Linked DNA regions of Sus scrofa: regions 1, 2 and 3 are each linked to region 4. The links are chromatin contacts, called in public HiChIP or PLAC-seq maps. All regions are on one chromosome and are shown on one strand. Each heading gives the region's core, a stretch centred on a gene start, on an enhancer-like site or on the middle of the called end of the contact. The rest is flanking DNA. Distances are from core to core; before and after follow the strand shown.

Evidence for each region. HiChIP or PLAC-seq counts read pairs in DNA pulled down with a chosen protein or histone mark.
Region 1: a contact with region 4 is called in an H3K27ac HiChIP or PLAC-seq map of skeletal muscle, with 5 times the contacts expected there. The contact joins two enhancer-like sites. A contact is called at or near these places in 1 of 47 Hi-C or Micro-C datasets (embryonic fibroblasts) and 2 of 2 datasets of contacts at active chromatin or transcription factors (alveolar macrophages and skeletal muscle).
Region 2: a contact with region 4 is called in an H3K27ac HiChIP or PLAC-seq map of skeletal muscle, with 4 times the contacts expected there. The contact joins two enhancer-like sites. A contact is called at or near these places in 2 of 47 Hi-C or Micro-C datasets (both in liver) and 2 of 2 datasets of contacts at active chromatin or transcription factors (alveolar macrophages and skeletal muscle).
Region 3: an H3K27ac HiChIP or PLAC-seq map of skeletal muscle shows a contact between it and region 4, with 2.7 times the contacts expected there. The contact joins two enhancer-like sites. A contact is called at or near these places in 1 of 47 Hi-C or Micro-C datasets (embryonic fibroblasts) and 1 of 2 datasets of contacts at active chromatin or transcription factors (skeletal muscle).

The regions. Positions count from the first base shown.
Region 1 is chr8:19,907,905-19,914,925 of Sscrofa11.1, forward strand. No RefSeq gene overlaps it. Among named protein-coding and RNA genes, the nearest start is that of RBPJ, 22 kb to the right of the region's middle. Within about 2 kb of position 4,772, at least 33 of the 83 cell types and tissues checked have an H3K27ac peak or open chromatin away from gene starts, as enhancers often do. A contact at or near this core is called in skeletal muscle, where this site is marked.
Region 2 is chr8:19,893,862-19,901,385 of Sscrofa11.1, forward strand. No RefSeq gene overlaps it. Among named protein-coding and RNA genes, the nearest start is that of RBPJ, 35 kb to the right of the region's middle. Within about 2 kb of position 1,335, at least 12 of the 83 cell types and tissues checked have an H3K27ac peak or open chromatin away from gene starts, as enhancers often do. A contact at or near this core is called in skeletal muscle, where this site is marked.
Region 3 is chr8:19,988,356-19,995,147 of Sscrofa11.1, forward strand. The region is part of intron 1 of RBPJ (recombining binding protein suppressor of hairless); the gene reads left to right. It overlaps LOC106504605 (a long non-coding RNA gene), which reads right to left. Exons shown (of 4, transcript XR_001298225.2): 4 at 6,428-6,792. Among named protein-coding and RNA genes, the nearest start is that of RBPJ, 59 kb to the left of the region's middle. Within about 2 kb of position 3,201, at least 10 of the 83 cell types and tissues checked have an H3K27ac peak or open chromatin away from gene starts, as enhancers often do. A contact at or near this core is called in skeletal muscle, where this site is marked.
Region 4 is chr8:20,140,126-20,147,683 of Sscrofa11.1, forward strand. It overlaps RBPJ (recombining binding protein suppressor of hairless), which reads left to right. Exons shown (of 11, transcript XM_005666567.3): 3 at 1-29; 4 at 7,113-7,278. Among named protein-coding and RNA genes, the nearest start is that of CCKAR, 56 kb to the right of the region's middle. Within about 2 kb of position 4,671, at least 6 of the 83 cell types and tissues checked have an H3K27ac peak or open chromatin away from gene starts, as enhancers often do. A contact at or near this core is called in skeletal muscle, where this site is marked.

The DNA of each region.
Region 1 (7,021 bases), core at 3,522-6,021, 230 kb before region 4:
GAGACTGGGTGCACCCAAAAACCTGGAAAATGGGCAACTCACAAGATCAGCTCGCTCCTAATTGGAACGGACCCCACTGGGTGATCCTAATCATCCATCCCGCCCTGACATCACAAGGTATCGCTCCATCACTCCACACTCCAGTGAAAAGACCCCCTGGCCCCAACCTCAAAGAGACAACCTGGGGCAAAGGACCCCCCTGACTACTGGAGTGAACCTCTCCTTAGATCACCAGGGAGGGTGCTGTGTGCTGGCCAACACCTCGTGTTGTTTTTATGTCAGTGCAAGTGGCCGGATTGGAGAAAGTGCACACAGGCTACTGGAAAAAGCAACTTGGCTAACAGAAGGCGGCCAGTCTCATCTCGTGTCCAACAAACATGGATCGGGTAAAACAGGCCCTCCCTGGTGTCACTCGGTTTCTGCCTTTCCTGGGCCCTTTCACAACTCTGGTCCTCTTGCTGATACATAGGTCACACATCTTAAATTGTCCAGTGTCCCTTGCCTCCAAAAGGTTAGAATCCATAAAACTTCAAATGCTGGTTGTTCAGGGCTACAGTCAGGGCTGAGGCCTGGGGACTATCAAACAGATCAAGACAGCTGGAGAGAAGCTATGCCCCTCCCCCCGGGGATTATGACAATGATGCCCAAACCCAGCAGGAAGCAGTTATGGAAGCCAAACCATCGGCAGTCACTGTCCCTGGAGAATGAGAAGCAAGATGGAAAACAGAGGAGGGATTTTTCAAAGCAAAGCCTAGTGGGGTCCATGGGGCACGGGGGGTGGGGAGAGCATAAAATGGAATCTAGGTGATAAGTTGAGATCTAATCTCTTCTTTTGTGCTTAGTCTAGTTTCACTTGCCTGTAGGGGGCAGTATGCAGAGGCCTCGAGTTGGGCTAGAGTTCCCAGTGCAGAACTGCAGCTCCCAACGCAGTGCAGTTCAGTGGGGTGGGCTGTGTGTAGAGGCTTTGCACACACACCTCAATCCAAGATGGCGGTGGCAGCGGGCCGGGTGCAGAGGTGGCTTAGCACCTCCCCCCAGGGGCATATTAAGCAGCCCCGCCACCACCTGTCAGGGAAATCATGTGCTCTAGAGCACAGCTGGCACCTCTCCATTATCTGATCCAAAAATAAAGCTTTCTTTTGTTTCTGAACCAAACTCAGTCTCATTCAATTGGTGCAAGCAACACTGGGCAGGAGGACACTTGTTGGGGCCCGGCTCAAAAGGGTCATAACAAGAGGCAAAAAAAGACACCATATCTTCTTTCAGAGAGAGTGGGATCTGACACTTTGTAGCTTTTGGCTAGCATGAAGCAAGTGCCTGGAAGAACCAGGGGACCACCATGTGAAATTAACATAAAGCCCATGATGTGGGATACAGAAGGAGAGAAATGGGGTTCTGGTGCACATCTCCTCGTTGCTGGAGCAAACGTTACCTGATGTCATCCCAATCCACAAACTTTTTAGTTATTCTTATACCTAAATAAATGTCTTCCATTATTGAAGCCAGTCGGAGTTGGATTTTAATCACAACAGATTATTCTGATGCATCGATCCTCTTGTTGCTCCTCTTATTCCTTACCCATAACTGGAGGCCTCTCTCTCACAGGGAAAAAAAAAAAAAAAAAGAGGAGGGAAGAAAAAAGGAAAGGGTTTGAAAGCCAAGTCCATAGATCTGACTTCGCAGTAGCTGCTCTGGAAAGAGGTCCAACAGGAGACCTTCAGAGCTGTTGGCCAGAATAAATTCCAAGGTTATTTGGATATGTCAGTGTCCCATCCTCTTGCTTCTCCCACAGATAATCAAGAGCTAGCTGGGCGTGCTAATCCCCACCAGGCGCAGCCAAGGAAAGATCACCACTCTGGAATCCTGAGTCTTACCAGAGGGACAAACCATCACGTTCAGAGTGAGTTCCAGGACCAGGGGCAGATGCCACCTCGTATTAGTGACCCATCTGGAACACCTCAAGCCATTTCGCAGACACTCGGAGCACAGCCTGTAAGCCGTCCTGCTTCCTCCTCTTCCTCTATGCCCCAATCCTGCCCCAAAGGACAAGATGAGATGGGGCCTGAGGGCCAGTCTCAACAACCCGTGAGTCAGAACTCAAGTGCACAGCACAGCCTCTACTGATAGCAGGAGTTGAGTCAAAGTGTGAGGCTTAGTAGTTCCTTGAAGAGCCAGGCAAAAAGCTGGACCACCTGAGATTACCCTGAACCCAGAATGGGACAGGGAGGTAGGCCTGCAGGACAGTAGAGTAATAGTCCACAAGCCAGGACATCCATCAGGCTGGTCCAGCTCAGGGACGTATTAGGCAACTGCCGGTACCTGAGATTCCAAGAGAAGGGAACACATCACAGCAGCAGGGCGTTAGGGAGATGGTTGCTGCCCGAGGGGTGTGTCCACAAGGAGTAGAGCCCCAATTCCCAGTTTCCAGCTCTAACACATACTAGCTGTGTTCCCCCAAAGAATCTCAATTTCCTCACCTAGAAAATGGGAGGAATAATCATTCCTCTGTTATAAGATTGTTTTGATAAATAAATGCACGTTATGTATGCCTGGCTCACAGCTGGACTCAACACCAGCTGTTCCTTGGTGACTGGGGCTAAGGGGAGCTGGGATTCACGGGGGAAGCTGGCATGGGGAAGCACAGTGCTTACCCCCCACCCCACCCTGATCATTCAAGCCTCTGCATCTATGGGGGGGGGGGCAGGCTCCCTGCTAGAGCTGGGGAAAGGCACCAGAGCTCCCCTACCCTCCTGACTTAAGAGCTGTGTGACCTTGGATACATTCTCCAACCTCTCTGTACCTTTGGTTCCCATTTTTTTAAAAAGTGGCCATCATGGTAACTTCAACTGGCTAATATGGATAAAAGCACTTAAAACAGTACTTGATACTTGGTAAAGGCCACACTAGGATTTGCTGATACCGTCCCCATGGCCCTGATCCACATTCCCGCCCCAGGCCCTGCAGCTTTCCCCAAGCCTCTGAGCCAAGGTCAAGGGGCTGTTTTAATTGCCTGGTCGCAGCCCAGACTGTGGCACCAACCACACGTTCACAGAAGGCTTCATGTATCCATTAGGATTCTTTTGGTTACAAGTAGCTAGAAACCTGCCCCAAACTGACATCGGCAAAAATGAGGTTTTTTTGAGCACACATAACTGAAGAGTGCATGGCTTGGGTCAGATGCTCAAAGGGTGAGGTCAGGTTCTGGTGTCACTCTGTCGACTTAGCCGTCCTTGATGTGTTAACTCCCTTCTCAGGCTGATCTCTACTCATGGTCACAAAACAGCTGCCAGTCGTGGCAGGAGATGCCTCCTCCCTGGCTCACAGTTAGAAAAGAGTAAACTACTTCCCTACAGTTCAAACAAAAGCCCTCCATCTAATCTCCTTGCCTCTGATTGGTCTGACTTGGTCATGTACTAGTCACGGTGTTTTGATTAACAAGGTCTGGGTCAAGGGCCAACCGTGGAGCCAGAAATAGAGACATGCAGAGACATGCATGTCCAACAGAACTTAAGGCACAACTGCCCTCCCCACCACCACACACACATGTTGGCAATATTTGAGGATGGCAGAATAGGATTATAATATAAGAAGGAAAATTCCTGGTTTCTTTTTCCTTATCATCGCCGAGCAGTTCATCACCTCTTTCCTTTCAAAAAATGAGTCAGGCAAGTTGTAGCTTGACCTAGAAGAATCTGCAGTTAGGAATAAGATTGCCCAGAACAAAGCCTGGCTCCACGCTGACTGCCTCTGTGACCCAGGGCAACTGACTTCCACCTTGAGCCTCAGTCTCCTTGCCTATAAAACAAGAAATTCTCATTACGGCTCAGCAGTAACGAGCCTGATTAGTATCCATGAGGATACAGGTTCGATTCCCGGACTCACTCAGTGGGTCAGGGATCTGGAGTTGCTATGAGTTGTGGTGTAGGTCAAAGATGAGGCTCGGATCTCGCATTGCTGTGGCTGTGGCGTAGGCTTGCAGCTTTAACTCCGATTTGCCTCCTTGCCTGGGAACTTCCATATGCCCCAGGGGTGGCCCTAAAAAGCAAAATGAATGAATGAATGAATGAATGAATACCCTATAATCCTACCTACCTTACAGCATTGCTGTGAGAATTAAATAAAAGAACAAGGCCTGTCGGGCCCACAGTTACTAATGCATTTTACTTGCCACTGCTATTAGCGAGTGGGTGTTCCCATGCCAGCCCTTCTCTGTCTCACTCTGAGCTGGGCTCTGGGCTGACAGTCTTCTGGGGAGAGAAGGGAGCAGGTGGAACCATCCTCTTCCCTCTCCCCTCCACCCCCCCATGTGACTGACTGCCCTCCCCCCCAAGCTGAGGCAAGAAGTTTAGAACCCAAGAAAGCCAGACTGGGAACCAGCCCGTGCCAAGGAATTCCTAGGAAGTGCTCCCCTACCCCTGAGTTCAGAAGAAAACCACAGCATCTCTTTCTGCCTTCACAGCCATCTCTCCTGAGGGAGGCAGTGAAAAACAGGAACCAAATAAGGCCCAAAGCTACGCCGGCATTTGCATGCCAACTGTTTATATAGATTAGAGCCTCGCTGTTGACTCGCAGCTTAAACCTCCGAGGTTTTGTAGTTCATGAAAGTTTAATGTTCTGTTTCATGATGTTTCTTGCCATTACTAAGTGGCTCTGTCAGCTCTTAGAAGGGAAACTTCCCCCTTCAGGGTACATTTCCCCTGCCCCGAGCCAGAGAGCCCCCGTTGCTAAGGGCATCTGTTCTGTTTGCTTATGAGAAGTACAGATGTGAAGAGTCACCCAGTTGCCGCTTTTGTTCTGCTCATCCGGCAGCCGGGGGGAGCCGGCTGATGTAACAGCTGCAGAACACTGGGGCTCCCCGAAGGGGGAAAGAGAGAAAAGAGAAAAGCCAAACGGAGCCCAGGAGACGATGCCAGCCCTCAGAGGCCTCCAAGAATTGGATCTATTCTTAGGCATCACTCTGCATCACGCCAACCTGCACGGGGGCTGCTGGGATGCAATTCAGTTCAACCCTGTCTGCTGAGCCCTCACGGGGCAGCGATGTGGGGGAAGATCACTGGGTTTCTGCCCCTTGTAGGGGAGATACTCTCACCGGGGGTGGGAGGCTCCCGGCTGGGGATGATGGGCTCTGCCCTGAAAGGGTCTCAGCTGCACACTGTTCATCAGGGTCACATCTGTATCAGAGGAGAGGCCCAGCGACTTTACCCGCTGAGCGAAGTTCATCGTTCAGGTCAAAACTACAGATAGTGCCTGAGTGGCTAGCGGGTTGCCTGCACTGTGAAGGCACAAGATGAGAAGAGATGATCAAGAAATATCTGTCTAGTTGATGACGACCTTGCACTTGCACCCCAATTAATTTCATGTAGCTCAGGAATAGATGACTGTTAATCCAAATCCAGCCACAACGTCTCCCCCTGCTGCCTCGTTTGTCCAAGCCACTATTATCTCTCAGCTGGGTCGCAGTCATCGTTTCTTACCTGGCCCCCCTGCCCCCACCTTTGACGATCCATCTCTCTCTCTCTTTCTTTTTTCCTTTTTTTTGGCTGCCACCTGACATACGGAATTCCCTGGCCAGGGATCAGGTGTGAGCCACAGTTGCAACTGATGCCACCAAAGTTGTGGATCCTTAACCCACGGTGCCCGGTCGGGGATAGAACCTTTGTTCCAGAGCTGCAGAGATGCCGCAGATCCCACTGAGGGAACTTCAGCCCATTCCTTTTTTAGTTTACACTCCATCCTATAAACACTAAGTTCTATCATGTCACCCTTGTGCCCAAAACCATCCGGTGGGCGTTCCGGTCTTGGAGCAGCGGAAACGAATCCAACTAGGAACCGTGATGTTGGGTTCGATCCCTGGCCTCACTCAGTGGGTTAAGGATCGGCATTGCCCTGAGCTACACGGTCACAGATGCAGCTCCAATCTGACGTTGCTGTGGCTGTGGTGTAGGCCGGCAGCTGTAGCTCCGATTCGACCCCTGGCTTGGGAACTTCCATATGCCACGGGTTCGGCCCTAAAAAGACAAAAAAAAAAAAAAAAAAAAAGGAAAAAAACCCCTCCGGTGGCTTCCCACAAAAGCCAAAGCTCTTCGACAAACGACCCTGGGTGACTTGTGCCCCCTGCCCCATGAGTGAAGCCACCTTGAAAGTGGCTCCCTCAGCCCCTGCATCTGACATCATGCGGAGCAAGAGATGAAGTTTTCCTTGCAAACCCTCTAGAAATGGCAGAATCATGAAAGAATAAATAATTGTAATTTTGAGAGCCACTAGGTTTAAGGTGGTTTGTTACACAATAATAGCAGTCTTTAAGATTTCTTTTTTTTTAAGTTCACACTAAAAAGATTCAAAAACCGCTGTTACAGAAAAATACCTAATGATAAGATGAAGGCTTTATTGGGCATTACATTTCAGTGGGTATAAAATAAACAACATTTTTAGCAGGCAAAGTATCTATTAAGTTCTCACATAGCTTGAATTTTTAATAAGTTCACTTCCATAATAGGTACAAACAAGTTGCAAGATTCAGCTCAAAATTTTAACAAAATTGCCAATGCTTTCTTGGCTCTGATTTCTTTATAAAGGGCAAGAGGGCAAGAGGGCAAGAGGGCAAGAGGAAAGAACAGTCTCATTTCTTTCTAACACCCCTACTGTCTAAAGTAGACATGGTCCTCAAAATCCCAGGAAAGGAAATGCAAAAATAAACAGAGTAAGTCAATTCTTAGGCTGAGCTACCAAGATCCTCCTGATGACGTAGGAAATGGGGACACGTCTGGGGTAGTTTTCAATATGTTTGGTTTCACGCTGTTGTTGGTGGCAGTGGTGCTAGCGGTGGGGCCTTTGACCCAGCGCCAAGTAAGATGCTGTGTCGTATGGAAGACCAGCCTGGCTACAGAGCAGGTGCAAGTGGTTCCCTGTGTGCCTTTCCTATTCCTTAACCCTTCCACAGTGTCCTTGTTCTCATGGATGTCACTGCTCCTTGCAAACGGAACAGGCCTAATTCGATACGACCAGGGAGTTTTCAGGCAGC
Region 2 (7,524 bases), core at 85-2,584, 250 kb before region 4:
CTTTCACATCATAGCTTCTCCACCGTCACAGGTCGGGTTCCCTGGGAAGCAGACTCGGGGGTGGAGCTTAGCAGACAGAGGTCCATTAGTGCTCTTGGGATTCCCGCATGTGGAAGAGAAAAGAAGTGGATGGAACTGGTGAAGAGAGAAGCTGAGCTGTAGTGCCATCTCGACTTGCATGACCAACTTGTCCCAGTTTGCTGGGGACTTTCCAGGTTTTAGCCCTGAAAGGTCCACATCCCTGGAACTGTCTATAGCCCAGGCTAACCAACGCAGCTGGTCACCCTGGAACTGACGAAGTCTCAGCCAGCCTCACAGGTCACTCTGAAGCTGAGATGGTACTATGAAATTTTCCCTAGAGAATGACCCCGTTTCCACGTCAACGAGCCATCAGATACGGGCTTCCCTGGGAAGGGTGCGTGATCTTGGGTGAGGAACAGGGGAGACTCTCCGATAGAGACAAGGGCCCAAGAGAGCTGACAATTGAGGGCTGTCTACTGGCTGCACTCCCAACAGCAGGAGGAATAAACCCTTCATTTTGGGGTGGGATCTGAGAGGCACATCACAGCAGCCGCTGTATCAGGTTCTCTGCATGTCATGACTTTTCACCTTCAGTTCCTACTGCTCACTGCTGGAGTCTCCGAATTTTCTCTCCCAATTCAAATCCCCAGTAGAATCTGATCTGGCTTGGCCCACATCGCAGTCACTAACCATCTGGAGACTGGCTCCCCGCGTCCACTTCACTATGGCTGGAAGCAGGGTCCTAAGATAGAGGCAGGCCCTTCTAGTCTCACCCCTTTGACAGGGTCTGTGTGAAGGGCTGGAGGAAATCCTGCTGGTGGGTATCCCAATGGCATAATTGTATACCAGCAAACCACTGTAATGTGCTATAGTGCTTGGAGCATGTAAGTATATAAGCTGGAGTATTTAAGTATCAGTGTATGGAAGACATATATAAGCACAGTTTGTGTGCTGCCCAACCACCTAGGTCTGCCTAGTAGAGCCCAGAAAGTTTCCCCACAGCTGAATTAGGACTCAGAGGATGAGCTCAGAGCAGGGTTTTGCCCAGCAGGTAGACAGAGGAATTTACTCCAAGCAGAGAGAACCATACACACACAGCACAGAAGTGTGAGAGAAACTGGAGTGGCCCTGAAGGGGTTGCATTTCAGCCACCCCTGTACTAACTGCCTCTTAACCAGGTGCCTGGGAGGCATTTTTGGCAGCCACTCAGAGGGCAACATGCCACTCATTGAGTCATCCAGGGCACTCCCTGTTCCCATCGCTCATGAGATGGTGCCAACAGGTTCTCTGGGCCAAGTCATGCCCCACCCTGATCCTGTTTGACTTTGTGCTCTGCCAGGATCCCTACAAGGGGTGGCATGGCCTGGGGCCCCTGCTGACCTTCAGACAACAGCAGCAGCCAAGTCAATGCAAATACTGGTTCATCCTCATACCGCGAGGCTCCCATTGATGGCAGCCAGGGCTTGGGAAGGGGGGCAACTGGTGAGTTTAGTTGCCAATTTGGCTCTGGAAGGCGGCTCTGCTGCTCCTATTGCAGCCCTAAGAATGGAAGGATTCCCAGGAGAGGTGTAAACGTTCCATCTATGGTTTCCAGAAGCACTAAAGTTTGCTGACTTCTAACGTATCACACAAGTACAGCAATGAAGAAGACATTTACAACAATGAAACAGAAATCACCATCAGCAAGTTTGCAAGATGAAAATAATAGCTAACATTTATTGAGCACCAAGTGCCGAACAATAGTTTATAGGAATTAATCTATGTAGTCCTCGTCAAAACCCTAAGATATACAGTATTCTTGTCCCTATTTCTCATGAGGAAATAGAGGCACAGAAAAGGTTAAATAGCTCTGCCAGAAATTACGTATCTGGTAAGTGCATTTGAGCCCAAGCATCGCTCCATCTCAAGCGCTCTGTTAGCAGTTGTTCTGATGACTTCGCTGCTGTCTTATGGACTGATATCTGACGATGCTCTGCGATTTATTAACAAAGTTCTTTCAGATACGTTGTCTCGATGTATCTTCATATTAGTCCAATGAAGAAGTCATCCCGTTTTGCAGATGAGGAAATGAAGGCGCAGAGAAAGTAAAGTGAACAAATAATCAATGAATGGCTGCATTAGGACCTCAAATAAGTGACTTTCTTCCCAGTCTGCCCTGTTGTGGATTATTTCAAAGGGGCCTAAGATGACTTGTATCCAAATATACATAATGACTGTAGATACCCTCAATGTACCCCAAATGACTACATATTCGTTTTGTGCTTATAGCCGTTTCCTAAAGAATAAGCATTAAGTAAAATGGGCGTAAAGATTACACGAAAGGAGATCTGAGCTGGGAGTCAGGACTCCTATAATCAAGTCTGCTCTATAATGAATGCCCATGATCTTGACTGAGTAACATTGTGGGGGACCGCATTTTTCTCTCTTGAAAAGCCAACAGTGGGAGGAACCCGGTGTCCTGCCCATTAAGGACTCGGAATTGTCACTGTTGTGGCTTGGGTTACCGCTGTGGCGTGAGTTCCATCCCTGGCCTGGGAACTTCCTCATGTTGTGGGCGTGGCCAAAAAAGAGAAGAAAAGAAAAGCCAATAGGTTGGGTTTTATGAACTCTGATTTCCTTCCAACTATTAGAGGTATCTGATAGCATTGTAAGTCTGAGTTACTTAGAAATACTCACATCAGCACAATTTCAAAGTGGAGCTGCTGAGGACCCGGCATCTGTGTAGTGGCAACCTACCTGTTCACTCACAGGTGTTCCATACCTGGCCTCAAGATGGTCTAACTGGGATGGACTATTTTTACCTGAGCATCACATGGATTTTTTTTCTTTAACATTGGAGGCAGAGGAATTATTTTAAAAGAATCAAAGCAAATTTACTTTGAAAGAATCAAAGTAAATCTATACTTCCACCTTCTTGAATAGGTAAGTTAGGCCCCCCGTGTCTGACCTCTATAGATAAAACACAGAGGTTGTGTGCTCACTGCTGGTCCTTCTTCCGAGGGAGTGCTTGAATCTTCTAACTACACAAAGTCTCCCTGGTGGTCTGTTTTTGTGTCATCCTCCTACTTGGACTGCATACTGATCTACCTGGATTTACCATCTTGTCTTGCAGATGGTAAGACATTCTAGAATGGTGCTGGCTGAGGCTGTTCCTCAGGTTTCTCTGCCTACATTCAATCCTAATTTTTTAAGCTTAAGGTCTTGCTGCTATTCCTTTTCTTTTTTCCCCATTTATATATCTCTGTATTTTCACATTCTCGTATCTCATGGCATTCCCTGCAGTAGACTAGGTCTTCTTAAACTTGAACGATGTACTATTCATTTTATCAGAAGAAAAAATTCTTGTGGCTTTTCCACCACCACCACTGTGCTAAAATTGACTTAAATTATTTTTTATATCACCTGAACAGGTGCAAATATAAAAATGAGTTTTTAAAAAAATCTTCAGGTGGGAATTCCCATTGTGGCTGAGAGGGTTAAGAACCTGACATAGTATCTGTGAGGATGCAAGTTTCTGGCCTCACTCAGTGGGTTAAGGATCTGGCATTGTCACAAGCTGCGGTGCAGGTTGTAGATGTGGCTTCGATCTGACATTGCTGTGGCTGTGGTGTAGGCCTGCAGCTGCAACTCCAGTTCAGCCGCTAGCCTGAGAGCTTCCATGTGCCACAGGTGCAGTCATAAAAAAAGAAAAACAAATAAATAAACTTTTAAAATTAAAAAAAATTCCTTAGATTTATAGCCTTCATATGCCATATAAGGCCAAAGAAACCTTACAAATGAAGCACAAACCACATGACAAAATCTTAACTTACAGTATTAATTTACTGTGGCAGACAATGCTGTTTTAAATTGCTGAAATTAAATTTCGGCACAGACTGTGACTGTGGTTTGGGCTGTCACAGCGTGGGTTCTTTCAAGTTTGGCATGCTTGTGACATCGTGTGCCACATGAGAACTCAATCTTCCCATCCTATTCTGCCATCCAAACTACTGTCAAGTCTCCATTTGTTCGACACGCCAACTGGCCTTGGCTTATCATAAACGCATCATTTACATATTTTTAAATCCAGTCGTATATGTTTAAGGTGTACAACGTAATGATTTGATATACATATACACTGTGCAATGGTTACTCCAGCCAAGCTAATTAACATAGCTTCTCACATAGTTACTTTTTGTGTGTCTGAGGACAGTATCTGAAATCTGCTCACAGCAAATTTCTGGTCTTCAGTACAGTTTTATTAGCCATGGTCATCATGCTGTACATTAGATCTCTAGGCTTATTCATCCTGACTTTAAATCTTTAACCAATGTGTCCCTGTTTTTCTTACCTCCCTACCCTTGGTAACTACCATTCTCCTCTCTATTTCTGTGTATTTGACTTTTTTTTTGTCCTTGCTCATGGCATGTGGAAGTTCCCAGGCCAGGGATTTTTCTTCTTCTTCTTCTTTTTTTTTTTTTTTTTTTTTTGGCCTTTTAGGGCTGCACCTGTGGCATATGGAAGTTCCCAGGCTGGGGGCTGAATCAGAGCTCTAGCTGCTGGCCTACGCCTTAGCCATAGCAACACAGGATCCAAGCCTCATCTTCCACCTATACCACAGCTCATGACAACATCCCCAGGCCAGGGATTGAATCCATGACTCAGCAGGAACTTGAGCCACTGCAGTGCCAATGCCCCATCCTTAACCTACGGAGGCATATGGGAATGCCTTGTCTCTTTTAGATTCCACATATATTTGAGATTATGCAGTGTTTTCTTTCTGTATATGGCTTATTTGATGTAGCATAATGTCTTCCAGGTTCATCCATGTTGTTACAAATGGCAGGATCTCCTTTTTTCAGACAACGGTTTTCCATTATGTGTTTATATACAAAACACTCTCTGTATGCATTCATCCATCAATGGACACTTAGGTTGTCTCTGTATCTTGACTGTTGTGAATCATGCTGCCATGAATATGGGAGCGCAGACATCCCTTTTAGGTACTGACTTACTTCCTTTATGTATATACTCAGACAGATAAGATGAACATCTCAACTGCTCCTGGGGTCAAGGCGACCTCCCCAATTACACATGCGCAGTAAGACTTCTAGGGTCAAAAAGGAAGTGGGCACCAGGCCTTAAGAACTGATACCATCCCAGCACCCTTTGCTCCGGAATCCATCTCTGCCAAAAGATGCGCACACATACCAGGGAGGGACCTGTGCCCAGCCAGGTGTGAAAAATAAAACAAGATCATTGGCTGAAGGAAAACAAAGACCCAGAAGAACTGTCCTATATGAGGGATTTAAATCACCTCTCTGGCCCGCTCCTCACTAAGGGGACACCCGAAGCCACACTCGTCTTTAGGGTGTGTATTACTTCTTTGCTTCTGACTTATAAACTCCTGCTCTGTGTGCTCTCCCACCTGCTGTACTGGGACTCTAACAATAAACTTTATACCCGTTTTCACAGTCTTTGCCTCCTTGAAACATTCTTGCTTTCAACAGGGGGCAAGAATCAGGGCGATTCTATGTTTTTTAGCCTCTAGTTAATCTAGTGCCTGGGATTGCTGGATGTCAACCAGGCTGCCCAGGTTCAATTCCTAAGCAGAAAATTAAGATCTCCCTCCAAGCCATCACTCGCTGCTGTCTCTCCAAGATGAAAATAAGCCAGAGAAAGACAAATACTGTATTCATTCACTTATTTGTGAAATCTAAAAACAAAGCAAGTGAATATGACCAAATAGACACAGAGTCCTGGAAACAGAGCACGAAGAGGTTTGTCAGAGGGGAGAGAGGTGGGGGGAAGAGAGAAATGGGTGACGGAGATTATAAGGTACAAATTTTCAATCACAAAATAAATGAATCACGGGCTTGAAACGTATAGTGTGGGAAATATAATGAACAATTGTGTAATATCTTTATATGGTGACAGAGGACAACTGGGCTTATGGTGATCATTTTGAAATGTACAGAAATATTGACTGACTATGTTGTGTAACATGAGTTAACTGTTGGTCAGTTATACTTCAAAAACAAACTCCTAGAAAAAGAGATAAGATTTGTGGTTACCACTATCCACAAAACAGAAACAGACCCACAGATACAAAGAACATACTTGTGGTTGCCAAGGGGCGGGGCGGGGGGGGCGAGATGGATGAGGAGTGTGGGGTTAGTAGATGCAAACTATTACATTTAGAATGGCTAAGCAAGGAACTCTTACTCTACAGCACAGGGAACTCTATCCAGTTTCTTGGGATAGACCATGATGGAAGATAATATAAAAAAGGGAATGTAAAAATAATTTTAAAAGAAGAAATTAAAGAAAAGAAATAATTACATAAATCACGCAGAGTCAAAATAATCTAAAACTTAAAACTTCTTAAGTATTTAAAAGACAGAGTTTTCCAGTTAAAAGGGGGGGGGAATCATGCACAAATATTTGGCCAGTTTTAACTAATAAAGTAGTGAAAATTTTTTAAAAAATTAATAATGTATTATATGTATGACTGGGTTCTTTTGCTATACAGGAGAAATTATCACAACATTGTAAATCAACTATACTTTAGTTTTTAAAAATTTTTTTAAAAATTTTATGGTTACCAGAGGCAGGGAGCAAGGGGAGGGTCAAACAATACAAACCTCCAGTTATAAAATAAATAACTACTAAGGATGGAATGTGCAACATAATAACTACAACTAACCCTGCTGTATGTCAGATGTGGAGTGAGTAAGTGCTCTCATGTGCGAGGGCTCATCACAAGGAAAAACTGGTTTTTCTGTTTCTTTCATTGTGTATCTGTACGAGATGATGGATGCTTGCGAAACATTGTGGTCATCATTTTATGATGTATGTAAGACATGGCCTCATGCTGTACCCCTTAAACAGATACAGCGCCGTACATCAATTATATATCAATAAAACTTGAGGAAAAAATAAATACATGAGTAAAATCAGATTCAATTAGATTAAAAACAATGGCTATTTCTTTAAATGAGAGAAAAGAAAAAACATCAAAGTGTATTTCACAGCGTAATAAATATAAGTATTGTATACAGAAAATTGTTGCACACACACACACACACACACACACACACACACACACACACACACACGGTGACCAATCCAAAGAGACACTGGCATCACCTCTGGAGCAGAGCCCTGCAGACCCACTGCAGGGGGCTGAATAATGGCTCCTGACAATATCAGGACCTAATCCCTGAATCTGTAAATGTTGCTTTACAAGGAAAAAGGGTTTTTGCAGAGGCGATTAAGTTAAGGACCTTGAGAGAGAGCCAGATTATCCTGGATTATCTCTGTGGGCCACCCTTGCACAGTCCTCAGTGTTCTTAAAAGAGAGAGAAAAGCAGAGGGAGATTGGACACAGATAGAAGCACGGCCCTGTTAACACCTTGGTTTTGATCCAGTGAAACTGACTTCAGCCTTCTGGCATCAAGAACGAGAGGAGAGTGAATATCTGCTGTTTTCAACCCTCCTGTGCATGGCCATGTGTTATAACAG
Region 3 (6,792 bases), core at 1,951-4,450, 150 kb before region 4:
ATTACCACTATCCTGTCTCTTCCCCAACCCACCCCCATCTTTCATCCACAGCAGTGAGTATAGACTTTCTTGATGACAGAACCCAAGTGACATTGCTTCATTTGAAGCACAGCGTTAGCATGTCGCCGTTGCTTAATACATGCTTGCTAAATTTATGCCAGTCAGGGCAGTCCAATTTTCCAGAAGCAGTCCAGGAGGATCGGAGTCTATGTCTGGCTACATCTCCAAGAGTCAAAGGAATTCCTGTCCCCTGATCCACCTCTGCTCACTCAGTCCCAAAAAGAGCTCTAGAAATTGGAGCCAGGACAAAGAATCCAATAAAGCGAGAAGTAAAAAAACAGGGACACATAGAGTTAAGTTTAAACATTTGGTGACAATGGAGTAGTGAGGCTTCATTTATTAAGAAAAAAAATTTCCAATATAAGGGGTATAATACAAAAAAATTAATACCTACCTGGAACCAAAATTTCAACAAAATCTGGGTTGGAGGTAGCTGATGTGAAGGAAAACAGAAGTAAGAACATGCATTGCTTTGTAATAGGGAAGTGGGGTGGGTTATAGATACTGATTATTTTTAGTAGGAAAACTAATTTTTTACATGTTTGTTTAAAAAAAGTTCAAAGACAATGAAAAAACATAGGGAAAACTTAATTGCACATAGCTAAGTGAAAGAAGCCAGTCTGAAAAGACTATAAACCCTCTGATTCCAGTTACATGATATTACGGAAAAGCCTAAACTGCAGCGACAGTACAAAGATCAGTGTTTGGACTTCCCATTGTGGCTCAGCAGTAACAAACCTGACTAGTATCCATGAGGACACAGGTTCAATCCCTAGCCTTGCTCAATGGGTTAAGGATCCAGCATTGCCGTGAGCTGCGGTGTTGATTGCAGACATGGCTTGGATTCCAGGTTGCTGCGGCTATGGTGTAGGTGCGGCAGCGGTAGCTAAGACTCGATCTCGAGCCTGGGAATGTCCATATGCCGCAGGTGCAGCCCTAAAAAAAAGACAAAAAAAAAAAAAAAGATAAGTGTTTGCCAGGGATTTAGGGACCGAGGTGGGGGAGGTGAAGGAGGATAAGTAGGTGGAACACAGTGGACTTTTATGACAATGAAACTATTCTAAATGATGCTGCAATCCATGTCATTATACACTGACCAAAATCTATAGAATATACAACAGCAAGAGGCAAGTCTCATGTCAACTATGGACTTTAGTTAATAATAATGTATCCATGTAGGTTTATTAATTATAACAAATGTACATCACCAATGCAAAACAATAATAAGAGAACCTAGGACTCTTATTGGGGAGAGGATATATGGGAATTCTGTAGTTTCTTTTTTTATTACAGTAGAGTTGGTTTACAATGCTGTGCCAGTTTCTGCTGTACATAAAGTGACCCAGTCATAAATATATATATATATATATATATATATACACACACACACACACGTACATATATATATGTGTGTGTGTGTGTATATATATATATATATATATATATATATATATGCCCTTTCTTGTATTATTTTCCATCATAATCTATCCCAAGAGACTGGATATAGTTCCCAGTACTATACAGTAGGACCTCATTGCTTATCCATTCTAGAAGTAGTAGTTTGCATCTACTAACCCCAAACATCACTCTGTAGTTTCTTTTATTTTTTTTCCCTTTTGCAGCCATGCCTGCAGCATATGGAAGTTCCCAGGCTAGGAGTCGAATTGGAGCCACAGGTGCCGGCCACAGCCACAGCAATACCAGATCTGAGCCGCGTCTGTGATCTACACCACAGCTCACCGAAATGCCGGATCCTTGATGCACTGAGCAAGGCCTGCATTGAACCGGCATCCTCATAGATACCAGTTGGTTTCTTAACCCACTGAGCCATGACAGGACTCCAGGAACTATATAGTTTCTGATCAACTTTTTTGGAAACCTAAAATAGCTATAAAAAAATAAGCCTATTCATATTTTTTCCTCAAGGGCAAACACTGATAAAAAAAAAAAGAAGTAGGATATAATCAACTGCCATGCTACTAAGAGAGAGAAAAAAAAATTTTTAATTTGAATCAATCCAATGAAGATAGGGGGTGGGGGAACAGTTAAAGAAGCTAACCACCCAAATCTTACTATTCTGAAATAGGGAGACAAGCTCACCTTGTTTTTACAGGTGCTCTATCTGCCTGAGTGGAGTTAGGACCCAGTCTGACCCTTCGAGGACCCTATGGGCATAGAATTCCTGTAGTTGCCTTAAAAAGACTGCTAACGTGCTTCTGTTTGTGTTTAATTCCATTTATCTAGAATATCAGAGGCACAGAGTGGCCTGGTAAATTTCATATTCTGTTTAAGTGGGGGCTGCCATGGATACCATACACAGCCATCCAGTTTTCTCAGAATTAGAATGTGCGCAATAAAACTGATTTTAAGAGAAAACTAGGCCAAAGAGAATTTAAATTTATTCCATGATGAGTCCTCCGTGTTGAGAGAGGCACTCCAGAATCCAGCAGGGCCTCAAGGTGTCATTCCAAATATCACTTCTTTTTCAGAACCACGGAGACCTTGGGGCTGGGAAAGGCAGCTGAATCCTCACTGACCATAAGGAAGAGCCCTGGAAGTGGCTCTTTGGCATAAGCCCCAAAGATTCCCCTCTGTCTCTGTCTCAGGAAAGCAGAGTAGAGAATGTTTATGCAGCAATGTTAGAAAAAAAAAAAAAAATTTCATTTGAGTCATCTGATGGTTGGATCCTGCATGACTGGCAGCCATGTAATTAGATTTGAATTCTTTCCTGTCTCCTTTGCCATTGCAAAGACCTGGGTAGTTTCTTAGTGAGTTCAGAACCTCAGTCCTGCAGGCCAGGTGGTTAGCTGACTCTGGAGTAGGCAAGACCTTCTGTTTGGATCTCAGCTCTGCCTTGTCCTGGCTACAGTGACTTGGCTAGTTACCTAAGAACTAGGAAAAATGGAGATGAACGTTCATATTGGCTACCTCAGCAGGTAGCTGTGAAGAGTCAATAAAATAATCCAAATAACAGGCTTGGCACAGAGTAGGCAATACTAAATATTAGCAATGATCATTCTTATTAACATTCATCCTCTCCATGGAAAGGACCCAAGATGAGCCTCTATATCAGGATCTAAGTGACCGTGAATGAATTTCATCCCCACCCGAGCGGAACGGAGTTTCGCACGGTCTTGTATTCATTTATGCTTTTTCACTTGGAGCTGCTGCTGTTTCAGAACATCTGAGGCAGCAGGCCCAGGGTACAGGACCATATGTCCACCTCATTCCAAGGGCGCTCTCCCAGAATCTGCGGCTTGTGATGTGGAAAATCCAGAAACGCACAGCAGCCTTCGCTTTAGTCACGGAGCGTCTGGGTGCCGCTGATAGATGGCAGATGTCAGCGCTTTTGCTCCACGTCTCCCCGCCGGCCTGTCCCTTCTCTGGCTGCTTTCACGTTCTCATTCCCGAATGTCCCAAGAGAATTGCCAAGAGCAGTTTCCTGAACTGCTACTTGTTTCCAGGCCTCCCCAGCAGGTCTCACCCCGGGGTCGGTCCCACTGTGGTGAGTAGGCCACCGGGACCACTCAGGGCTTCCCAGTTCCGGCAGCCGCATCAACCCCCTCTTCCTCCTCCGCACCCGGCTTCGCATCTGGAAGGAGGGATCTGGACATCGTCTCACAGGTACACTTGCGAAAGCGAATCTGCTACAGGGGTTTATTTGCTCGAGCTTATTTGCTTTTTTTTTTTTTTTTTTTTTTTTGAGCGTATTTGCTTTTTGCTTTTCAGAGGCAATCTGGTTGTAATTTCAGCAGCAGACTCTGTTTGGCTACTTTATCCATCCCGCCTAATTCTGCCATTTCCCCCAGTTGCTGCTTTGCAGACTGTCTCTGTTTCAGTTATTCCTTCTAAAACATACACCCGAACACACAATCACACACATGCACACACAAGCTCACACCCACATGTGGCACACTGTTCAGGGGAAGAATCCCAGCAAGGTACCTATCTAGATATCATTGTCACAAGACCTGTCATTAATAGTGACCTTCTGTTTGATAGCGATGATTTATAGTATTTTCACTTCCCCTTCCAATTCATATTTTGCTTCACATTTCACATTTTGAAGGTTGTTTTTTTTTAAGATTTTAATTTTTTCCATTGTAGTCTATTCACAGTGTTCTGTCAATTTCTGTTGTACAGCTAAGTGACCCACTCGGACGTAAATATACGTTCTTTTTCTCACATGATCCTCCATCATGTTCCATCACAAGTGACTAGATGTAGTTCGCTGTTCTATCCAACAGGATCACAAGGGTCTTTAATTTTGAGCCTATGTTTTCTTATTTGCATCTTCAAATCTCTGCGGTCCTCCTTTTTTAAAAAGCAGGGAAGAAAAACAACACCCAAGGACACAACATGTGACTAATCAACAAAATTCTAGGTAAAAACTTAAATCTGTAAATGCAATTGGACAAAATGCAAGGAAATCTCTCCCATTGGGAATAATCTCAAGCTGGCCAGGGGTGGAGGCCATGAGTAATAGGTCTTTTCCTTCTTGCTGAGTCTCTATGAATAGCTTGACTGGGTGGATGTTGAACAGCCGCTCCCCTTTCATTCATATAGAACTTGGCCCCGCAGGGCTGGGTAAAGAGACTCTCTGTTACCTTGATGTTTTCAGTCCTACGTCTGAATGGTGCCTTGTTTTGGCCCTGACTTTTTTTCCCCACCTCCATTAACTCAGCTCCACAGGCGGAATCAGCACTTAATAAAACAACTATTGGCCCATGGTGCAAGTCAGGGAGGCTTGAGAGCTCTTCTTGGCTTTGTTTTTCTAAAAAGTACCCATGACTGTAGCCAAGCAAATCAGCATATACCCACGGGCTTCCTTAGGAGAAATTAAAACAAGTTAGGCAGCGGGACGGAGAACGAGTCAGGGAGCCTCAAAGACATGTAATAAACTCTCTGCCTTTCTTCTCTTTGGTGTGTGTGGTGGGAGGGGGGGTATGTTTTTCTGAATGGGGCAGAAAGTTCTAGGGCTGTTTGTGGTGCTCACATCAGCTCTTCGGTTGAGTTGGGCTACAGTAAAAACAAACAAATCAAAACAAACAAACAAAAGCAATAGCTGAGGGAAAAGAGAGGCGCCTCTCTTGAGTGGGTCAGTGTCTTGGACCTCTGGGACTGAACCCTGGCACGGTAAAGAAATGGGTGAAGAGTTCCACAGCCAGCCTCCGTTGCTGTGCCTTCTGTTGGGCCCTCAAGAGCATCTACTGACCAGGTTGCTCTGACCTTGGCTCCTTTAAGAGACTGTACCCCATCCCCTGGGTCTCCTCCTACCCAGAAGTATTTGCCCCTTAACTTTTCCATCTTACTCCACTGCACCAAAACGTTCCCCTCACCGGGAGCAAGAAAAGTAACCACGAAGGGCACAGACTTAGGCGTAACCAAGCCTGCTTTCAGATCCCATTTCTGCTATTTACTAGCTGATTGTCCTTTCGTAGAGGGATTTTACCCCTCTGAGCATCAGTTTCCCTCATCTATGTGCATTAATGATAGTACCAATACTGTATGGATCTTCTTACAAGATAATCATAGTAGGAAAAGAACAGTAGGCTGAAATGAGACAATAAATGTATAGGACCAGAGTTCCCTGGTGGCACAGTGGGTTAAAAATCCAGTGTTGTCCCTGCTGTGGCTCGGGTCTCTGCTATGGCCCAGGTTCGATCCCTGGCCTGGGAACTTCTGCATGCTGCAGCCATGGCCAAAAATAAATAAATAAATAATATAGCAGAAATTGTCACAGCCTTGTAAATTCACGATACTTCAGTAAACCTTAAAATAAATAAATGAATAAATAAATGTAAAGGAGAGACCGGATTAGGACAAAGATAGTCTAGGTGAATATATGTACTTGATGACTGTGCTATACTACTGTCTGTAAAGTGGATTTTAAAAAGTCATCATGGAGTTCCCTGGTGGCCTAGAGGTTAAGGACTGGGCATTGACACTGCTGTGGCTCCGGTCACTCCTGTGGGAGAAGTTTAATCCCTGGTCCAGGAATGTCCGCATGCTGGGAAATAAGCGTAAGTCCTTGGATAAGTCCTTATTCTAACTACCAGACCTAGTACCCACACATAGCTGGGCTGTTATAAATGTTCTTTTGTTTCTTCAGATGCTCTTTATTTCTGATGCAATCAATGGTTTATTTTTATCTCCTTGCAAATAAATTCAGCTCATTTCTCTTCTATTTTCTTTTTTTTCTTCAGAGTCATTTGCTTTCCGCTTTTGTCCTAACATCAGGATGGCCCACCAAATATATTCATAGTAAAATTAAAATGGCAAGCATAGCTTTTGCATTCTGCCACCTTGTAATGAAGTCTAATAAAATAGCTCCACTGATATAGTTTGACACCTCGAGGAAGGTGTTCCACTTGGCTGTCATTTTTATCACCTCGCCCCCAAGATCATGGCAAGAATTAAATCCCTCCCTCCCAAGTCTCTCTGACAATATCCAACAAGGAAATGTGTAAGTGGGCTTTATAAACATCAGCTAAAGTGATGAGTTCTGAACAAAAGAAATGCATAGATGGCAGAATCGGCCCCTTCAGTGATGTGACCCATTTACAAATGTATTAATTGAAGTAACCAGATCAATATTTTAACTCCATTTTCTACCCAAAAGAACCGCCAAACCATAGGAATAAGGCTGGAGCCTGCCAGAACTGACAGGTTGATTATTTGAAATAAAACTAAACAATTAAGCCAAGCAATTAGCTTGAACTGCTATTTTTA
Region 4 (7,558 bases), core at 3,421-5,920:
GCACAGAAGTCATATGGGAATGAAAAAAGGTAAGATTATTGTTTTTCTGGTGGATAATTAATAGCTGATAATAGCTGTCACATGAATTTGCAAATGATGTATTAGTACGCGAGTAAGAGAATGATTTCTATTGGATAATTATAAGTACAAACTGAATAGTAGGGAATTTTTCTCTATTAAATTGTAGCTTATTTAATAAAGATCCTCTGCCTAAAACCCGGATTTCACAAAATGAAAGAATCTTTAATTTTGGGGGAAAGCTGCGTGATGTTCCCTAAGTATTTCTGTGATACATTAGCTCATTCCAAAAGTAGTTTTTCCTTTTTGTGAAAGTATACTTGTACAAAGAAATGAGACTTCAGGAGTGCAAAGGCAGGGGTGATTGTGAAGAAAAGGATTCCCAGCTCTCTCCACCTTGACCCTGTGTCTGTTCTTGTTAAGCACAACGGCAAAGCTGAGCTGGTCCTCGCACCACATGAATGTGGGACTACAGAAAGGGCCTGCCAACCAGATTAGCCAAACTTAAATTATAACAGGGATTTTTATATTTAGAATTTGTCTTACTATCTTTTAGATTTCAGCTTTTGTGGTGTGTAATTGTGGATTTTTGCTATTTGTTTTTTCACTTGGTTCCTGGAATTTTCTTAGTTTCTCTAGTCTTTGTCTTTCAGACAAAGACATTTTGTGGACAAGCTGTTTATGGGGGAAGATGAAAGATTTTTTTTTGGATTGATTAGAAAGACACCAAAACTGATGTGGGAGAAGGAATGAAAACTCAGGTTTGGGTGTTGGGTTAAAAGGAATGAGTAGCATCTTAAGAGTTTGTGAGATAAAGAAAATCTTAGCATATGCATAAGAGAAGGGAAATGTAGTATATAATTAATTTACGTGCTACAAGCATTTTAAGTAGTCTTTTTCTCGAAGTCCTCTAAATCTGAACTGAAAAGAAGGTGAAACTATTTAGTTGATAATTTTATCCTCCAAGAGAATGAATATGTGAAAACAGTATTTCAGAATCATACTGTCCAGTGTTCTTTTTTAGTTATTCCAGTGTACTAAATTTCTGATTATTCTGTTTTACTTCACTAATGAAACTTAATCATCTGATTTAGAGTTAAATGTAGGAAGAAGTTGGTGCCTACAGTTTGGGACATAGAAACCAAATCCAGATAGTAGCCACTTTTTGCATGAAATTAATACTGGAAATTCAGGTCCTGCTTCTAATGATGAAAACTTATGTATCTAAGAGATTGTCTTCTGTCCATTTAAACAAAACAAGTCAATACCCTGATTGCTTGAGATGGGTCTAAAAGGCCAGCCTTGTACCTCATAGTGAATCTGAAGAAGGAACCATTTCCCTAGTCATGAGCTTGACATTGTTCTGGAAATGCCTTACAAATATCTTTAAATTTTAATCCTCAGAATAATATTATGGAGTAGACATGTTTTAATTCTCATTTTGTGAATAAGAAGACTAAAGATAAGAGATTAACATGCCCAGGTTCACTTTAGTTAGGAGTGATGGAGCCAGGACTGGAACTCCTGGGTCCGTAATTCTAAATTTCATATTTTTTTTCATTTCCCTTATTTTTATTACCTTCCATTTTGCATTTGAGTGTTAATTATCTAAAGCAAGGTTTGGGCATGGAGAAGTTACCTAAGAACCTAAATATGCCTAAAGAACCCAAACTTTATAAACTTAACTTTGCCTGAGATTCTCTCTTTTACCATTAACTAAGTGAGATTGGGCTGGATCTAATGGAAATACGCATAAACATATGTTCACTATATAGCTGCCAACCTGGGCAGTGTTGCTGTTTTTTTCCCCCGGATTTTTGAAGATAGGTTTTAGTACAATTAGATTGATTTATTGCCTCATTTATTCTGCATTTCTGATAATGTTAGAGCCCAGGTACTATGCAAAAGGCTCTTCGTTGGGAATCTTAAAAACCACTATATCATTTAATACTATGATGGATAACTGAGGCCCGGTGGAAATAATAGAAGGGGAAGAGCTATTCAAAAAAGTATAGTCCAGATAAGGTTCCTCTTTGTTAGTAAGCGTTAAAATACAAAGCTGTAGTGGCTTATCAAGTTAAAATAGGTGATTTAATGGTTATCTTTTATTATGATGGCCTTTGTTTTTTTATATTTTAGAATTTTTATTGGGATAAGTAGTTGACTTACAAAGTTGTGGTAAGTTCAGGTATACAGCAAAGTAAATCCGTTATACGTATGCATATATCCATTCCTCTTTAGATTCTTTTCCCATGTAGGTTACCACACAGTACTGCGTAAATTCTCCTGTGTTATACAGTAGGTCCTCATTCCTGTCTGTTCTCTATATAGTCATGTGTATATGTCAATCCCAGCCCCATAATTTACCCATCTCCTACTTTCTCCTTTTGTATGATTGCCTTTATTTTCAGCTTCTTTCTATTATTTGGGTATAGCCTGGTCAGTCTAAAACCCCAAAGGAAAGCTCAAAGAATCTAAGCTTCTGACTCCAAAAAATGGGGAAAAAAAAAAAAAAAGAAAAAGCCAGAATAACCTCTTTCATATGTATTAAAATTTCTAGAAGAAACATGCACTAGTTTTACAATAAACGTAGAAACCTATTAAAATTACTCTAGTTTTTAATAGTGTTAGTAAGGGTCTGCTAACAGAGTCCAGCCTCCTGGATGACTAGTAAGGCTTCCTGCCGGAAGAGGTCTTGTCCTGTAGCCCCTAGCGGAGTGCAGTGGAAAGAGGAAGCTCTGCTTTCGTCCTTGCTGATCATATTCAGGCCTTTTTGAAAAACTGCTAAGGCGTTAGGCATGAGGTAACCTGGGGACATGACCACAACAGTCCTCTTGGCTTACAAAGTAACTCCAATGAATGATGCTAGAAATATTTGGTCAGGAAGTTTTATCCTAAAATTTAAAATTGTTCTCAGTATTCACTTTTGTGCTTGATAATGAGTATTTATTTGCGTAACTCATCTGGTATCCCATTTATGTTCATGGTTAGTTTTATTTTTTCATTGAAGAAGGTCTTTCCAGATTGAAAAATAAACTTAAAAAAATTATTTTGTCTAGAAGAAAATTTCCATTAAAGATATGGAAACGCCATTTGACATATTAACATTCCTTCAACTTTGTGTCAGGGCAAGTATGAATAATCAGCAAAGGGTAATGATTCTGCCAAGAAAGTTAGATAATGCAAATGATGTTTTTGGATTTTTGTCTAACCTTATATATTGGGCTGAATAAAAAAGCTTCTTTGAGTCTGTAAGGTATTTTCCAGACTTCATCTCAAAATTTGAGGGAAAAAGTTGTTGAATCACCGAAAATAAAGAGTGATTGTTTGAACTAGGAAATTATTAAAATCATAAATGTGTGCATAACGCCACCAAGTGGCCGATAAAAAGCATTGCTTGTCACAGTTTATTAGATGGAGCTACTGGGAAAGATTAGAAAATAAAGGCATATTGTTTCCTAAAATATCCTTTTTTAGAAACTGTTAAACTCTGAAAGTTGACCTCTTGATGGTCAGACTTTTCACTGAGTGTTTGGTACATATTGACCAACTGTCCAAATTAAAAAAGAAAATTGATTCACATGCTATTGTAAGGGTGTATTTTGTTTTACTTTTGGTTAATTGACATTTTTTTCTTTTTCCCTTTAACTTCCTTTTTTCCCCCCTCTTTTCTCTCGCTCTCACTCTCGCTCTCTTTTTTTTTTTTTTGGTCATACCCATCACATACAGAAGTTCCCCTGCCAGGGATTGAATCTGTACCACAGCAGTGGCCTGAGCCACAGCAATGAGAATGCCAGATTCTTAACCCACTGAGCTACCAGGGAACTCCCTCCTTTCTTTTGTCTTTTTTCTTGTTTGTAGTTTTTTTGTATTGAATCTTAACTTTGGTTTGATTATTAAATTATTTCTGAAGCCTATGGAAATGAAGAGTTGATTCATTAGCTAGTTTTTAGGGGGTGGCCATATAGGGGTGTTTAAAATATGATTTCATCATTGCACGGTAGAAATTATCTTAATGTTTATATTGGATTTGCTGTTTTCTTGAATCACAACTTTCTCAAATAGTCAAAAGTTGATATAAAAGTAAGACTAGTTCAGAGGCAGTTGAAGAATCTTCATTTTTCTTAAGTTTATTATATGATTGGAAAGCATTTTCAATTATAGAACCTCGGTCAGTGTCTAGAGTGGCGAAGAATTTCTTGTCGACCTGATTTTATGTCCTATTGGTTTCATGCTGTTTTATCACAGTACTCCTGAGAAGACTAGCACTACGGAGCCTTTTTACAGTTTTAGCCCTCTTTCTGTTTTTTAAATATGAAAGTGTCTTTTACGGTAGCTTGCTGAGATTTGAGTACTACATTTGGTACACTGTATTAAAACACAGCTCTTTGAATTTTATAGCCAGTATACCAGCTTACTAAGATGTCCTAATATCATCTGTCAGTGTTCAATGAAATAGTAATAGGAGACAAGTTTCCAAAATTGATGCCTTCTCAACTTCCTGATCGTGTGCCAGCTAGGTATTTGAGTCTGTGCCATGGTAAGCATTGGGTGTTTCCAGCTTTAGAGGCCAGAAAGATCCCTGGTGTAGACTTGAACTGATCCAACTCCAGAACTAGCCGATAATCCAGGCATCCCTCCAAACTTAGAGTGACCTGGAGCTGAGCCCACTACCTCGGCCGTGACCTCGGTATCCACAGCCACAAAGAGAGTATGCACAGCCATGAAAGCTCCTCGATACCTTTCTGTTGGCTTAGATAAATATGAGATGACCCCAGGATTTCCTCCTCACTCACCCTGACCCCTTTGGCCTTCTTGGTCTGCTTCCCCATTACCCCTGGCTTGGTCTCCTGTTATCCTCCTCCAGCCACTGGTCTGTTGTTTGCCTTCTGTCCACTGTAGTCCTTCCTACTTTGGAGCCTTTGCCCTTCTTCTGAAATGCTCTCACCCTGGATACCCATGGCTTTAGGTCGTGACTCAGTGTCATGTCTTAAAGAAGCTTTCCCTGACTGCCCAGTTCTTCTACATTTTAAGTACCCCTTCCCTACTTTATTTTTTCCCTTAGTACTTACCGTCAGTTAACAGAGTATATGTTATTTTAGTCATTTACCTTTTTAAAATGGTCTTTCCTATTGGAGTATGAGTTCCATTAGAGCAAGAATTTTTGTTTGTTTTAAATATATTCCTAGTGACTGGTACAGCCTAGAGATGTAATTTTTTTTTTTTTTTAGGGCCATACCTGCAGCATATGGAAGTCCCTAGGCTAGGAGTTGAATCACAGCTGTAGCTGCCGGCCTACACCACAGCCACAGCAAGGACAGATCCAAGCCACATCTGCGACCTACACTGCAGCTTGCAACAACACTGGATCCTTAACCCTCTAAGCAAGTCCACTGAACCTGCATCCTCATGGATACTCTTCAGGTTCTTAACCCACTGAACCACAACAGAAACTCTGGATGTAATAATTTTTGTGAATTAATGAATAATATAAAACCACCCTTCTTATGAATTGATAAATTGTATGTAGAGTGTCTCTAAAGTAGTCTTTGGTAGAGTTGAGCAAAAACTAAGTGCTATCATGTATTTCGATTCAATTCAGTCAATATTGTAATAGAAGCTGAGGGGAAAGCAAACAAGTAGATACCACTCTACTACCTTTAGGGGGGTGCCTGAGAGCTAAATCCAACAGGGTGGCATCTGTGTGTTCATATGCACACATATGCATGTGTGTAATTCTTCTTCTGTTTTATTTTTTTAAGTCTGTATGTTGTTGACCTAAGAAGTGCTAAAAAGTATAAATTAGTTGTCATATTTTAAAATTAGAAATTTCATGTAAAATTTGATTTCAGGTGTCTGTTGGAAAGTTGGAGGATGTGACCAGTGCTAGGCCCCCATGTCCATAGTTCAGCCATGTGAGTGAGTGGATGGGTGTCTACTCACACACTTGCCATTCTCAATTGTGTCCTTGTCATCAGAGCCACACACCTGTGGCTGATTATCATTGCAGTTAAGGGGTTTTTTTCTTTAAAAAATTTAAGGCTTAAAAGAATTAAGAAATTTTTTTCTATGCTTTAATACAAAAAGTGGAAATTACCATGAGGGGACCTACTTCTTTGGGTAGTTAAAGGATATTCCTACTCATTTGTTACACACTTAGTGCACTCATTTATATTACTTGGCGACTATTTGAGTTTATTTGGCTACTATTTGAGTAGATATTTGAGTTTTCAGGCCCCTTGATGAGACATGGCATAATGTTTTAAAATAAATATTAATATTAGTAAGTCTATGTAATTGGGCAAAAGAATTTTACCCTACATAAGGACTGGATTGATGGTCTGGACTATATAAAATGTGGGGCTTGAACTGTGCTTTGAAATAGATATTTTGTAATTGCAAGGAGAAGATTCTAAGGAAGTTATTCTAACTGGGAAGAATTTTTGAGGGCAGATTTCTTGACAGCTAGCAAAAGGGATCTGTTGCTTGTCTATGAATTGAAAGGATACAGTGTATTCTCTGAGGCAGGGGCCGCATTAGGCATTCAAGATAGAAGAAATAAAACATACTAATCCCAGTGACCCATTTTGCTTTTAATTCTTTTACCTAGTTGTATTAATTTTCTACTTTGGGCATTGCTGTGTTTTCCAGGTTAACTACCAAAGTATAATATCCATACCAAGAATATCATCAGCAGTACATCATTTTGAGTAGAACTTAATCAGTAATTGCTGATTCTGTGGTGGTATACCATATTTTCTAATACAGTAGAGTATGTTGAATTTGTTGAATTGTAGTAGTTCAAAACTCTGAGCTATGTGAAAATTTAAAGAGATGTGTCCTTGCTCTAAAAAATACCTAGGCTAAGTGAATGCATAACGTCAATGTGATGAACCTTACCTAACAAATGGAAGGGGAGGTTTTGATCTGTGTGCTGTGGCATAGCTGTATGCTTTACAGAAGACTTCATCAAAATGTTTCATGAGGAGTTAACTTGTTGCAGTTCAGCATGATTTTGTATTCACAAAATGTTCAAGAAAAGGAAATGCTTTCTTGAATGTAATTGCATTGTGTTTTTCCCCCCATTGTTTCAGGTTTTTTTGCCCTCCTCCTTGTGTGTATCTTATGGGCAGTGGATGGAAGAAAAAAAAAGAACAAATGGAACGGGATGGTTGTTCTGAACAAGAGTCTCAACCATGTGCATTTATTGGAATAGGAAATAGTGACCAGGAAATGCAACAGCTGAACTTGGAAGGAAAGGTAAATTAAGACTCTGCTGGTTCCTTGTGAAGAGCACCATGGTACCAGAATGTAGTTTTCTTACTCGTTTTTGTAGTGGTGATTTCTTTCTTTTATGCCTATTCATAGCACTTTCTTGAATATATGAATCAGAACCAGAAATAAACTTCTCAAATAGCTGTGGTCTGGTTGTGATTCGTGGAGCTAGAGCTGCTGACATCTAACGGTGCCACTCAGTCAGCTTCCTCAGCTGTGTCATCACATTTCTATTGGGAGCCAGTGATAAGTTTCAGAGACTAAT